2 separate regions of the Triticum aestivum genome follow, and region 1 is linked to region 2. The links are chromatin contacts, called in public Hi-C maps. All regions are on one chromosome and are shown on one strand. The core of a region is the stretch at or near the end of the contact, and the rest is flanking DNA. Distances in the headings are between cores, read along the strand shown.

Evidence for each region. A called contact is a pair of places that touch in the nucleus more often than the background predicts.
Region 1: a contact with region 2 is called in a Hi-C map of leaf, with 9 times the contacts expected there. The contact joins the enhancer-like site here to the promoter of LOC123062393 in region 2. A contact is called at or near these places in 2 of 5 Hi-C or Micro-C datasets (both in leaf).

The regions. Positions count from the first base shown.
Region 1 is chr3A:585,936,325-585,943,713 of IWGSC CS RefSeq v2.1, reverse strand. No RefSeq gene overlaps it. Among protein-coding and RNA genes, the nearest start is that of LOC123062401, 46 kb to the left of the region's middle. Within about 2 kb of position 1,428, at least 1 of the 8 cell types and tissues checked has an H3K27ac peak or open chromatin away from gene starts, as enhancers often do. A contact at or near this core is called in leaf, where this site is marked.
Region 2 is chr3A:585,404,361-585,411,351 of IWGSC CS RefSeq v2.1, reverse strand. LOC123062393 reads left to right here and starts at 2,271. Exons shown (of 3, transcript XM_044485885.1): 1 at 2,271-2,868; 2 at 3,298-3,734; 3 at 4,267-5,404. The coding sequence starts at 3,333. The coding sequence ends at 4,926. LOC123062392 (pentatricopeptide repeat-containing protein At2g02980, chloroplastic) reads right to left here. Exons shown (of 2, transcript XM_044485884.1): 2 at 6,953-6,991. The coding sequence ends at 6,973. It overlaps LOC123062397 (F-box protein SKIP24), which reads left to right. Exons shown (of 5, transcript XR_006429651.1): 5 at 1-276.

The sequences.
Region 1 (7,389 bases), core at 179-2,678, 530 kb before region 2:
CACTTTGATCATACCTCCTACTACCCAGTTTTATTGCATTAGATCAATCCTTACACATTGCATGATTAGGATCTAATTAAATTGTGGGTTTGGAAAGTAGTTGAGGTAGTACCTATTACCTGTCTAATTATCAAACCTTTGAAAGTTACTTCTACGTTTGCTTATTATTTCTATGCTATGCTAGTAGACGTGGATTGGGTGAGTGTATTCATGACAGATGTGAGCTTTGTTAATTAATGGTTTATTTAAGGTGGCAATCTAAACACACATCTGGGTTGAGTATGGCGGCCGCACTTGGTCCAACTCAGGAATCATATGGACGCCACACAACTCAAGAAGTATGCTAGGGTGCGCACTCAGAGGAACACACGTATTTCCCCTACTACCCGATGGTGCGCTCGCAATCATCATCAAGGCGAACATCGCAACTTGCCGTGCTCGCTGCTTCATCCAGAGTCCAGACTCCGTCAGACTCTAGCCCCAGCGCCAGCGGTCGAGCTCGACCAGTCCATCCATGGCGAAGCACTGAAGCCGCTCAGTGCGGCCGTGCCCAACCGCTCCATTCCGCCCGCACACGCCCGTCAACTTCTCGGGCACCACTAACCCCTGACCAAATCTCCCCGCGCGTTACCACAGAAATCCGCAGCAGTCGGGCCCCGAACCACACGCACGCCGCCGTCCAACGCCAATGGTCAAACCTGCAATCCTAATCGCTTGGACCTGTTGGAGTACTACCATGAGATCACACAAGCCACAGCCTTTGATTAGCGCTCCATTCGTCCACGCCCACGCACCTGCCCTCACATGCCCATGAGCAGTACCGCCGAACCAACCGAGGTCACGGCGTACTGTGTGCTCCAGCATGCCCAAACGGCCATGGATTTGGCTAACCACATGGGTTGGCGGGGACGGGTCAGGACGGCTTTCCGGGCCTAATTTCGCCACCTTGCAATGCAAATCAAGGTGCGGCTGGCCATCAAGGCGGTGTGCAAGGACTCTCATGATGGCCGAGTTGCACCGCTTCCGTTTGTTGCTTATGCTAAGCATGCTTTTGTCTTGGATGGAACTCTTTTGTCCGTTGGCAGCGAAGGGATCGATCGGGCCGGGCCGGGCCGGAGCAGTTGCGACCTGGCCTCGTCGATGGCTACACAAGCTAGAGAGCGATCCGTAATGAAGTGGTTAGTAGTCTCTTCTTTTCTTTCACTGTGCAGCTAGCTACAGAGATACAAAAGCGGAGGATGCTGTGCCAGGTTGATAGGACTGAACTTCAGTTCAGTCGTCGCTTCAATTCCTACCTCGACAACCATCTCTTCATCAGTCAAAAATAATTTGCGAGCCAAAGAAAAATGTATATTTAATAGCGACGTGCATGCTGTAATGAAGTCCCTTGTGAACGTGGCAAACGCGTCAGCATAGCGTGTCAACTGTGGCTTACTGTTGTGAAAGAGAATCTTCCGTTTCTAACCACGCGGACGATCGGTCAACAGCTATGGGCTATAGCCGTGTAACATTCGTCAACTTCACTATCAATCTTTTTCTTTTTTGGCGGGAACTTCACTGTCAATCTTGATGGCAGGTTCTGGTCAAGTTTACCGCTTTCAGACTCATTCCGTAGGGGAGTCGGTTTCCCTACGAAATCCGAAGCAGAATATATAGCCAGGGAAACGATTAGTTTGGCCGTGTCCAACTTTTCGGCTCTTCCATTTGGAACTGCACATGCATGTGTGCCGACCATACGTATATGATACAAACAGACCAAACACACACCTGACACCACATGCAAGTCCAAAGTTTTTTTTTTTGCGAAGAATGCAAGTCCAAAGTTGTATTTTGCACGGTCTCACATCGTGTGATCAGTGAAGATTCAAGGCAATTACTTCCCATGTCTGGTTTTATAAGCCCCCCTTGTATTTTTATGTTAATTTTTGACCATGTATTTAGTTAGCAAATTATAAATTATAGTCAATTACACCATTGGTGTTCAAACTTGAAAAGAAAAGTCACTTTAGGGCACCTCCATTGGTAACCCGTAAATTTTACTATTTTTCTTGCAAAGGCCCTCGGAGGGAAACATCACAAAATGCAGAATAAAAATTAAAACAAGTGAATTCGAACCTATGACAAAAGGTAATAGAGCGGCAACGGATACCACACCAGCCAACAAGGTCTCATGTATCTAAAGTATAATTACTATGTATGACTGTATAGCGAAACATAATCTAAAAATGGTCATGTAATTTCAAAAAGAATTCACGTATTATTTTAAAAAAATATTCACACAATTTAAAATATTAGTGAATTATAAAAAAATGTTTATATGATTCAAATATTCATGTGAGGATTTTCCATCTGAGGGCGTACTAGGCTCTTTTTTTAGAAAGCACACAAACTTTTATATACTATATAAACTTTTTAAAATAACATAAAAAATCTTATAGCATGAAAACTTTTGTATGGACACATCAATATTTAATTAAAAACGTGACTTAAAATTACATGAAAAATTATTTAGATACGAGAACTGAGGGAGTCCTAGATTAGGGGGTGTCCGGATGGCCGGACTATACCTTCAGCCGGACTCCTGGACTATGAAGATACAAGATTGAAGACTTCGTCCCGTGTCCGAAAGGGACTTTCCTTGGCGTGGAAGGCAAGCTTGGCGATACAGATATGCAGATCTCTAACCATTGTAACCGACTTTGTGTAACCCTAACCCTCTCCGGTGTCTATATAAACCGGAGGGTTTTAGTCCGTAGGACAAGATACAGAACAACAATCATACCATAGGCTAGCTTTTAGGGTTTAGCCTCTCCGATCTCGTGGTAGATCTACTCTTGTATTACCCATATCATCAATATTAATCAAGCAGGACGTAGGGTTTTACCTCCATCGAGAGGGCCCGAACCTGGGTAAAGCTTCGTGTCCCTTGCCTCCTGTTACCATCCGGCCTAGACGCATAGTTCGGGACCCCCTACCCGAGATCCGCCGGTTTTGACACCGACATTGGTGCTTTCATTGAGAGTTACTCTATGTCGTCGCCGTCAGGCTTGATGGCTCCTACGATCATCGATAGTGTTGCGGTCCAGGGTGAAACTTGTCTCCCCGGACAGATCTCTGTCTTCGGCGGCTTTGCACTGCGGGCCAATTCACTTGGCCATCTGGAGCAGATCGAAAGCTATGCCCCTGGCCGTCAGGTCAGATTTGGAAGTTTAAACTATACGGCTGACATCCGCGGGGACTTGATCTTCGACGGATTCGAGCCACTGTCGAGCGCGCCGCACTGCCACGACGAGCATGATCTAGCTCTGTCGCCTAACAGTGCCCTGAAGGCCGCACCCGCATCGGCTTCGACCCTTAATTCGGAGCCAACCGCGCCGACCGAGGATGGGTGGTTGGACGCCGCCTCGGGGGCTGCGATCCTAACGGCGATCGAGCGGAACACCAGCCCCGCACTCCACGAGACTCATGATTCCAAGGAGCCGGACTCCTCTCCGGACTCCGAATCATTTGCGCCTCTGCCGATCGAATCCGATTGGGCGCCGATCATGGAGTTTACTGCCGCGGACATCTTTCAGCACTCGCCCTTTGGCGATATTATAAAATCACTAAAGTCTCTCTCTTTGTCACGAGAGCCCTGGCCGGACTACGGTCAGCGAGATTGGGATGTGGACGATGAAGAAATTCAAAGCCCACCCACCACCCACTTTGTAGCCACTGTCGACGATTTAACCGACACGCTCGACTTCGACTCTGAAGACATCGACGGTATGGACGCCGATGAAGGAGACGATGAAGAACCAGCGCCTATTGAGCCCTGGAACGCCACCTCGTCATATGACATATACATGGTGGACGCACCAAAAGATGACGACGAGGAGCGGAAGGACGCACCGAAGGCTTGTTCCCTCGAAAAGCAGTCAAAGCGGCGACGCAAGCGCCGCCCCAAATCCCGCCTCGACAGAAATAGCGATCACACAGACCCAGCGTTGGAACAGGGCGAACCGCTGCCGGACAACGGCAATCCGGATAATCAAACCGAACAAACAAATCCTATCAAGGATAATGGTCCGGACGACATAACACCGGACAGACACCCGGAGCAGCAGACGGCCCGTAAAAGGCTTGTTGCCACCGCGAGGAGTCTGAAAAAGCAGAAGCAAAGGCTCAAGGCCGCGCAAGACACACTCCAAATCAGATGGAGTAAAATACTCAACACTGCAGCAAGGTACAGCGACAATCGCCCCTCCAAGGGCTACCCAAAGCGGAAGCTGCTACCCGAATTCGATGAGGAGGCCTCAGAACCCCCACAACCAAATATCAAAGCAGTCACCTGGTCGGATAGACGACCCCTCTACCAACACAGAGCGACATAAAACGCCGCTCATGATACAATACGCGACCCATGCGAGGGCTCGCACCCAAAGGACGGCGCAACAAGATCCATCTATGGACCACACAAGCGCGCCCCAGCATACAATGCAACACAACAAACATCCGAACAACACGGTACACCCAGCTACAGGGGTGCCGCACACCCCCTATGTTTCACCAATGAGGTGCTGGACCACAAATTTCCAGAGGGATTCAAGCCCGTAAACATAGAGGCATACGACGGAACAACAGACCCTGGGGTCTGGATTGAGGACTACATCCTTCATATCCATATGGCTCGAGGAGATGATATCCATACGCCTCCCCGAAAGCTCCATTGGAAGTTGGGAAGAGCTCGAAGACGCCTTTCGGGCAAATTTTCAAGGGACTTATGTCCGACCTCCGGATGCGGACGATTTGAGTCATATAACTCAACAGCCCGGAGAGTCAGCCCAAAAGCTTTGGAACAGGTTTCTTACTAAAAAGAACCAGATTGTCGACTGTCCGGATGCCGAAGGCTTGGCAGCTTTCAAGCATAGCGTCCGTGACAAATGGCTCGCCAGACATCTCGGCCAAAATAAGCCGAGAACGATGGCCGCATTAACAAACCTCATGACTCGCTTTTGCGCGGGTGAGGACAGCTGGCTAGCCAGATGCAGCACCAGCGACCCCAGTACATCTGAAGTTAGAGATGGAAACGGGAAATCACGGCGCAACATCAATAACAAACGCCGAAATAAAGAAGACAGAACGATGGGCACGACAGTAAATGCCGGATTCAAAAGCTCTCGGCCAGGTCAAAAGCCGCCCCCTAAAGGCACCAGTGATGAATTGTCCAGCCTCAACAAAATTCTGGACCAAGTATGTCAGATTCATAGTACCCCTGGTAAACCTGCTAATCATACCCATAGAGAATGTTGGGTCTTCAAGCAGTCCGGCAAGCTCAACGCCGTACACAAGAGGGAGGATACACCAAGTGAAGACGAGGACGAGCCCCCCAAGCAAGACACGGGGGAACAGAAGAAATTTCCACCAAAAGTCAAAATAGTAAACGTGTTACACGTAATCAAGGGAAAAAACAACACGGCACTCTCAGGAAAATATACCCAAGTGCCTGTCACCACGAAGTCCTGCCACTGGTCATCTCAACCGATCACTTTCGACCATCGCGATTACTCAGCAAGTATCCGACACGCAGGATGGGCTGCCCTGGTATTAGACCCAATAATTGGCGGATATCACTTCACAAGAGTCTTGATGGATGGCGGCAGTAGCCTAAACCTAATATATCAGGATACAATCTGCGGGATGGGGTTAGACCCAACACGAATTCGCCATAGCAATACTACCTTTAAAGGAGTAATGTCAGGCCCAGGGGCTCGTTGTACGGGCTCCCTCCTACTACAAGTTATATTCGGCTCCCCCGATAACTTCCGTCGCGAGCATTTAACTTTCCACATTGCTCCGTTTCAAAGTGGCTATCAAGCACTGCTCGGACGTGAAGCTTTCGCTTGCTTTAATGCAATACCACACTACGCTTCCCTCACACTCAAGATGCCCGGTCCACGTGGCATCATTACAGTGCACAGAAATATCAAGCGATCTCTGCGCGCCGAAGAGAGTGAGGCTGCCTTGGCAGCCGCACACTAAAGGCGCCCGGACAAGCGAAAGCATCCAATAGGTCGTCAAGATCTCAGATACAACTAATCGAGTCCGGCGGCGCTACTTATACCAAATAAATGGTCACACCCCTATTCGTCAATACAAGGGGCTCAACACGCGCAGACGAGTGGCAATTTCTTCTCATCTTGAATTATACATGGTTTCTTTAACAAACTATCTTTTTGTACGACAACTTTTTCACTTAACTTCCTCTCTTTTACAGACGATCATCGTGCTACACCCGTCTAGGATACGGCACAACGGAGACACAGGCGCAGACGTGCAGCAGGGACCCGCTCCAAGGATTCTTTTTAGATTAAGACCCTGCGTAAACCTTTTTTACTGTCTCTTGTTGATATATATCCATCGTTGAGAAGGATGTTGACGTCTTGGCATGTGGCCATGCCAGAACAATGAACGTACTTGGACACAAGGGGCTTCTTACAAAGGCCATTATTTAGGCCCGGTTTATACCACAAAGACCGAATACCTTAGGGAGTGTTCGGCTTCGCGAGTTTGGCCCTATATGCATCAGCTTCGAATCATTGTTTTTGGTCAAATGTTGGGTTTGCCCGGCTCTTGTATTTTGGTGCCTTACGTTCCGCTTTACCGGCTAAGGTAGCACCAGGAGAACTACTGCGATTGTGCCCTGGTTCATCCGGACGAGCACCTCAGTAGAGAAAGCCGAAAACTGACTGTCATGATATAGCGTGAGACTGGTCAACCACTCGATGACCTGTGCGAATGTTAGAATTCCTCCGCCTTAGCGAAGGGCTGTTTTCCGGCCAGGCATGTACGCACCCCGGAATCAGGAGAGTGCGGAGCCACCAGGGGCTATCTAGTAGCCCCACTGTCAAACTCCTATGGCTAAGTGAAAGTGCTAAAGCATTATAGTTCGGTTGCCTCGCTTGCTCCGCTATCACCTCCTTAATAGGACCAAGACGTTGGGTTAAGTGTGAACGCGTGTTTTTGCGAGCACCTCCGCATTATATGCGTGGAGGTTGAAGCCGACGACTGCAATCTTTCAGGTTATACACATGTATACATAAACGGCCGCCCAGGAGGCATCATATGACTTTCAGGCAAAAGTATAAAAATAGCCTTATAAAAATTTATAAAAGCATTTCGCTTACAATGAGATTACATATCACTCAAACATAATATTTTTTGAGCACTGGGTCTCTATCAAATGGGCACCCTCAAGAACTTCTTCAAAGTAGTGCTCAGCAGCCTTTCGACCTATAGCTGAATCCCGCGCTGCAACATTGGTAGCATCCATCTCCGCCCAGTATGCCTTAACACGGGAAAAGGCCATCTGTGCGCCCTCTATGCACGCCGACCTCTTCATCGCATTAA
Region 2 (6,991 bases), core at 1,022-3,521:
TAAGTCTTTTTAGAGATTTTACTAAGGACTACATACGAAGCAAAATGGGTGAATCTACACTTAAAACATGTCTATATACATTTGTATATAGTTTGTATTGAAATCCTATAAAGACTTATATTTAGGAATGGAGGTGGTATAACTCATTCATTTGTATCCTAGTACTAAGCGGTCAGCTACTCTTAAAAGGATCCTCGTCCATGACGAGTGATGAGCAGCCTCTGTAAACCTTTTGTGACTCTTAATTTGGATTTTTGACTTAAGATTCATCATTCACTCGGCCTCGATACCATCTGAGAAGTTATTAGAATATGTCAGCCAGTTGACCAAAGAGCCTCAATTAACTAGAAAAACAATAGACGGTGCACGTACAACGTTCCACACATGTCGTGCGAGGCGGCGGCGGAGAAGGGTCGCCGGTCGTGAGGCGGCAAGGCCGGCATAGCACGCACCCGGTAGCGATGCCGAAGGCCACGAAGCAGGTTGCTGTCAGGCACAGCAAAGCCGAAATAATCACTCGTCACGCGTCGGACGTGAGAGCATCTACAGCGCCCTGACCCCTCAAACGCCCGCAGACACCTAGCACATCTTAAATTTGCCTCTTTACATCCATGTATCTCATATCCAATATCCTATATCCATACTACGCATGCACGTGATGAACTACTCTACGTGATCAAACAATGTACAAAGAAATCGGCATGAAACGGAGAATGAAATGCACATAAACTCACTTTACATCATCCAAAAGATCGGCACAGTTCATCGTCGGACAAGTTCAAACAGTAAAAATGATAATCAAACATAAATAGAGACCTTCTTCACCACTTCCTTGCCGCCGGCTCTTTGCCCTTCCGATCTCTGGCGCTGTTGTAGGAGTCCACGGCTGATGGAGGATCGTTCGATTCGTCGGATGAGGAGACGTGGTCGTCGGAGGAGGAGGAGGAGGAGTTGACGATGACGAGGCCCTTGAGGCGCTGGATGACTCGGTCCTGCTGGCGTCTGAGCTTGGCCAACCGAGCCGCCTCCGCTGCCTTCTCTGTCGCCTCCTGCTCGGACTGCTCGATGGCAAGCCGGAGAGCCTTCGCATTCTTCCGGCGGAGCCGCCGAGCGTCCTTCTCCGCCGCCGTAAGCGATCGGCGGTAGACCCACTGGAGGAGCCGCTCGTCCTCGTCGGGCTCCGCCGGCCCACGCCGGCGACGGACAGAGCTCTCCACAGCATCCCTCTCCCTTGCCCGCTGCCTCTCGCGCAAGGTGGCGGGCGCCTCCAACTCCGGCGTGCGCGTGCGAGTCGGCGGGGCATGCACAAGCACCCACAGCTGCCCACGAAGGGGGCAGACGGCGGGGCGAGAGGACGGCGTAGGGGAGGCGTGGATAGCGCCGGCCGCCTGTCGGAGCTGCCCATGGGCCAGGAGGGGCCAGCGCCGGTGTCCGAGATGCGCCAACGGGGAAGCGGCGGCTGCGGCGAGGCTGCAGATCTAGAGTTGCCCCCGGTGTCCACCTTGGACCGCTCCAAGGCGATGCGGAGGGCAAGCTCGTACTCCGGATCCACCTCGTTGTCGGAGCGGCTGCCGGAGCTCGACATTGGCCAGATTCGATCGGAATCGGTGAGGGGAGAGGAGAGGACGGAGCGCGAGAGGAGAATGGGTGAGATATGGTTTTGAATCAACGAGGCCTATGGGGTTTCTTGTGGGACATCCATGGGTCGGTGGTGGGCCGGGCTTGTCAGACGGACGCGACCGGACATGCCCGGGCCACCTATATCCGCCTCATATTTAGGTTGAATATAAAAAATGCCGGTCAGATCGAACATTTGAGACTTGTTTAAGACGTCCGTTTGAGATTGAAAAAACGTGACTGGACGACCCGTCCGAATGTAGGAGACAGATTTGAGCGGTGACCCCAAAAGAGGGCAGGAAAAGATCCCGATCGCAAAATAGCCGTGCCGATCGTACCCGCCGGCTTGATCACTCCCCTCCCCGGTCCAAAACAGGACGAGTCGGAGTACGACAACCGCCTCCCCCCCTCCCGCCACCCCCGTCTGAATTTTCCCCGGGCGTCCGGCCGACGTGGCGCGCCTTCCGTGCCGCACCTTCTTCCCGCCGCGCTGTACCTGTTGACCCGGCCGCCCCCCGCTGCACCCGGGCCCCACGCGCTGGCGCCCAGCCTGTCATCCACTTCCCTTCGCCCGTACCCTGGCCCCACCCGTCAGGCGGCACGGTATATAATCCCGGGACCCGACCCGCTCCGGCCTCCACGCACACCCGCTCCCGTCCCGCAAGCCTCGCTCGCCCTGATCCGATCCCCAAATCCCTCTTCGCCGTCGACGCCCCGAATCTCAGCTCCGGTGAGGCCGACCCATTAGCAGGGCGTGACCTCGGCGCGCCCGCCCTCCCTCCCGCCCGCCGCTCCCTCCTCTCCGCCCGCCGTCGTCCCGGTCGCCGGAACCCGACAAGTTGGATATCTAGGAGGCACCGCAGCGTTGCGGCGCCCACCGCGCGGACACCATGTCTGCGGCGCCAGCCGCGTACCCCACCACCAGCCTCCGCGCCGTCGCGTCCGGGAACTCCTTCTTCCCCTGCTCGCACCGCCTCAAGCTTTCCTCCTCGCATCGTTTTAGTAGTAGTAGTATTGGCAATCGTAGTAATTGCCTCTGACGTTTGCCTCCCCCTCGTCGCCCACGACCTTCGGTTCGATCCGCTCCTTGTGCTCGTCCTGAGGATTGTCCGGTTGTGAGGGCTAGGTGCTACATCTCTGCCTTCTGCGTTTGCGCGGGTTTGGTGTCTGTGTTCGATTTCGATCAGCAGGTCCGATCGAAAGAGATTTGGTCTGTTGGAGGTGGTGATTGCTGTCTCTCCAAGGAAAGAGGTATGGGAAATTTGCCTGGTCATTTTTTCTAGTATATGTGAAAATATGCCAGTTTACTCTTCTGGTGGAATTGCAAATGCAATGAAATTGTGTCCATATCAATGATGGAATTACGATTCTTTCGAATATTTATTGTCTTATGCAGTTATACTCGTTAATTATATCATGGAGTGAATGCTTTAGTTGCTTAATAAAATACTACTCGCTTGATCCATATTAATTTTCGCTGCTTTAGTACAACAATTAATATTTGGTTTACCTACTTTGCCAGAAATGTTGACTTAGATCGAATGAACTTAAATATGAGCAATATATGTGCACCTATTTCTATCGTATGGGCTTCTTAACTTCATCTAGTAATCTAGGGTGTGGTCCTTAAGAAGTCCTTTACTTGTTCTATTCTAATTTTTGTTTTTCCCTGCTAAGCAGGAAGTTGTCTTCTGAACTTCGGATTTAGCTTGTGGATGGGCGGACCTTTGGTAGACTGCAGTGCCGAAGGTGTGAGCAGCAGCTCATGTCTCAGCCGCAGCACCTGCGAAAAAGCAGGTTTTGAGCACAGCTCTTGTGCTCTACCTGAAGATGAAAAGTCTGAAGCTGGAATAGCATCTGTGAAAGATGATTTGGTTGTCAAGGAAATCAGTTTGGCTCTTGCTGAGGTGATGCGTGTCTATAATGACAATGATGATGAAGAGACAGATCTGAGTGAAGACTCTGACGAAAATGGGGATTCACTTTCTGTAGAATCAGATTCGGCTGATGATTTGGTTGATATTGACACTGAGGTGGTCACATCGTCAGCCTTAACTGCCGGGAATGCGTCTAAATCATCAACTGGAAATTCAGAGATTGGAAATTCCTCAACCAATGTAAGTATTTGATTGCAGTACACGCATGGACTCTTCCTAATCTGTCTTATCTTGCTAGCCAAAGCGTTTCTTCTTGTCATCTTTTTGCCAAAAAGATTGGCAATAGGCCAATAGCTATGCGGCTCCTCATATAAAAATGTGCTTTAAGTGTTGGACGCTTAGTTTTTAACATATTGACTCTTGCTTCTTAGAACATATTATTACCTGTTTAGAATTTCGGGTAGCTAAATGTAATTCTGCTCTTATGATTGGCTGCTCCTTTTTCTACCTGTTACGAGGTATCATAGCTTGTCATTGTATGGGTAAATTGATTGTGTTGATACGATCTTGTCATCTTCGATATTTGTTTGAATTGACCCAAGAATGATGTTGTTATTTTTTTCTACTCTTATTTCTTAATATATTTTTCATTCATTATTGTCCGACTGTTGCTCTGAATTCTGAAAATGAGTATGACCACATAGTGTTATTGCTTGTGTTAAATGTTCTGTCCTCTACTTGGATGGTGATTTGTAACATACTGTATATGCAGGGGACTGAACTGTTGGTTTCTGCAATGAAAGGAAGCCGTGCAAAGCGGGGAATTGTGACAAAGTTGAGTGTTTCATGGGCCCCTGACGTATATGATCCTCCTGTTACTTCTGACTCACACACAGTGAAGCCGCACCAGAGAAGTTCAAGGAAGAGCCACTACAAATACAAGCCCCCAAAGGGCAGCAGCAGCAGCAGCCGCACTAGCAGTGGCAGCAAAAAGGACAAGAAGCATTCTCACCACAGCAGCAGCAGCAGCAGTAAAAGAGATAAGAAACCTTCCCACCGCAGTAGCAATGGTGGCAGCAGCAGAACTGACACTAGTGATCCTCACCATCGGAAGGCATATGGCAGCAGCATTACCAGCAGAACTGATACTAGTGTTCCTGAATATCATAAGTTATCGCCGTGGCAGCCACCGGCTAGTGCCGCAGTGGAAGAAGCCATGCCCCCTGTACCTGTTCTGAAGGCCATGGAACAGATCAAGCGTAGCTCCAGCTGCTGCAAGGAGCCGCCGATAAGCATGAAGGCCATGGAACAGATCAAGCGTAGCTCCAGCTGCTGCAAGGAGCCACCGATAAGCATGCTATCACGCCAATTCGTGGCTGCCAAGTACAAAGGGATGTTTTCTTTCTTGAGTCAGAACCAACTTGCTTCTTGAGCATATGGCGGGGGCCTCCTGCGCTATTCACAGGCGCGCTTCTGGTTATCAGCAAAGCTTTCATGTTGGATGGTGTTTTGATCTGTGAACTTTTGTTTGGACATCAGTGGACATGGTTTTGAAAATTCTTTGGTTGACGTATGCACGACCTTGAGATTTTAACCTGTCTTTCCTTATTATTAAAATAAAAACTGTTTTGCTCATTTATTTATGTAATATATAAGCATGTTATGTGTGTAATTTCTGTAATAAGCATGCTATGCGTGTGCATTCTGTTTTCTGTTTTGAGTTTGGGCATTATTACATCAGTTAAGCTGATTCCTTCATGCCCTGCAAAAAAAGAGCCGATTCCTTCATGGATCAGATAATGACTGAAGTGAAGTAACACATGGAGGGATGTATGTAACCCATGGTAACAATGTATCTGTGGATGTAACCACTTCCCCAGTGTAAAATGAAATACACAACATTTCAGTAATCTTAGCTTCGGTTCTCGTCTGCTCTTGCTGCGCCAAGCTGTCATCTCTGACCGTCTCCATCCACATGAGAAGCTCAATCGTGCCGACATGAAAAGCTCAATCGTGCCGTCAAAGGCAAGTAATAAGGTTACGAACTTTTGATCGTTGCTTCCAGTTCCGGTCAACCGACGGCATGAGAGCTTTGGACCACGACATGTTCCTCCGCCACCTTTGCCTGGCAAACACGACATGTTCCTCGGTCACCTTTGCCTGGCAAACACGACATGTTCCAGTATGCCGACCTTGGGTAGCCCGAACAAGCCCGCTCTTGCACAGTGTTGGACCTTTGGGACCCCTGTTGCCTGCTGGGGCTGGGAGCACACCATGTGGAGGGTGTAGGACTGAGCATCATGGTGCCCCTGAAGTGGCCATATTGACATAAAGAAACAAGTAAACATTAATCAAACATTTAGGTGCATGTGCATCCAATGATAGTTCCAGATTTGACTTATAAATGGTGTAATGAGTAACGCAACCGGCCTTTATTAACGCAATGGACAGAGACATTTAAACAAGCCATGACAGCAATGCAGTCGCCTTCTCTCTCTCTCTCTTTTAGGTTGATACAACGTCCAGTCTATCACTAATGTAGCTTGTTTTCTAGTTAGATAATACAAGGCACTAGCACTGGAGATGCAGACGACAGGACGCAACATCGAATTCTGGTGAGAAGAGGAGTACCTCGACGATGTAAAATATGTTTCGGTAACATTGGAACCCCCGTGATATGCGAAGTCCCTTTCATCATTTCTGGAACAGTTTTCCATTGAAGGCATCACATCCCCAGGGCCTTGTATAATCAGATATAGGTGATTAAGTACGTTACGCAATCACCAAAAGTCCTAGCAAGAAAAAACTTTCGCCAATAAATCTATGGGAACGAACACGGCCCCTCAGAATGATTTCTTGGTCATATGATTTGCTTGTTATTTTTGTCACTTCAGGGCAATCTGGGCAAAATCTCAAGTTCTTTCACTATGCTCAACTTTTCCTCTTCACCAACATCAGGCTCGTGGTCAGACTGTACCCAGTCAGCTCCCGCACCAATCTTATCTCCTTGATTTCAGGGAGTGAACCATCACTCACCATAAAGAAGCGGGTAAACATTAACCAAACATTTTAAATGCCTAATGCATCCAATGGTAGTTTCAAAATTGACCAATATGTATAGATGGTGTAATCAGCGACGCAACCAATCTTCGATAATGCATGGACAGAGACATTTATAAAAGCTATGACAGCAATGCAGTCGCCTTTTCTTTTAGGTTGATACAACATCCACTCTATCATTAATGTAGCTTGTTTTCTGGTTAGATAACACTATGCACTAGCACTGGAGATGACAGGACGCAACATCTAGTTCTGGTAAAAAAACATTTACCTCAATGATATAAAGTTTATTCCAGTAACATCAGAACCCCAGGTATCTGCACAAGTCCCTTTCACCACTTCTAAACAAAATTCTTTTCAAGGTATCACATCTCCGGCTTTGGATAATCAAATGTCAGTGATTCAGTACGTTAAGCAATCACCAAAAGTCCTTGCAA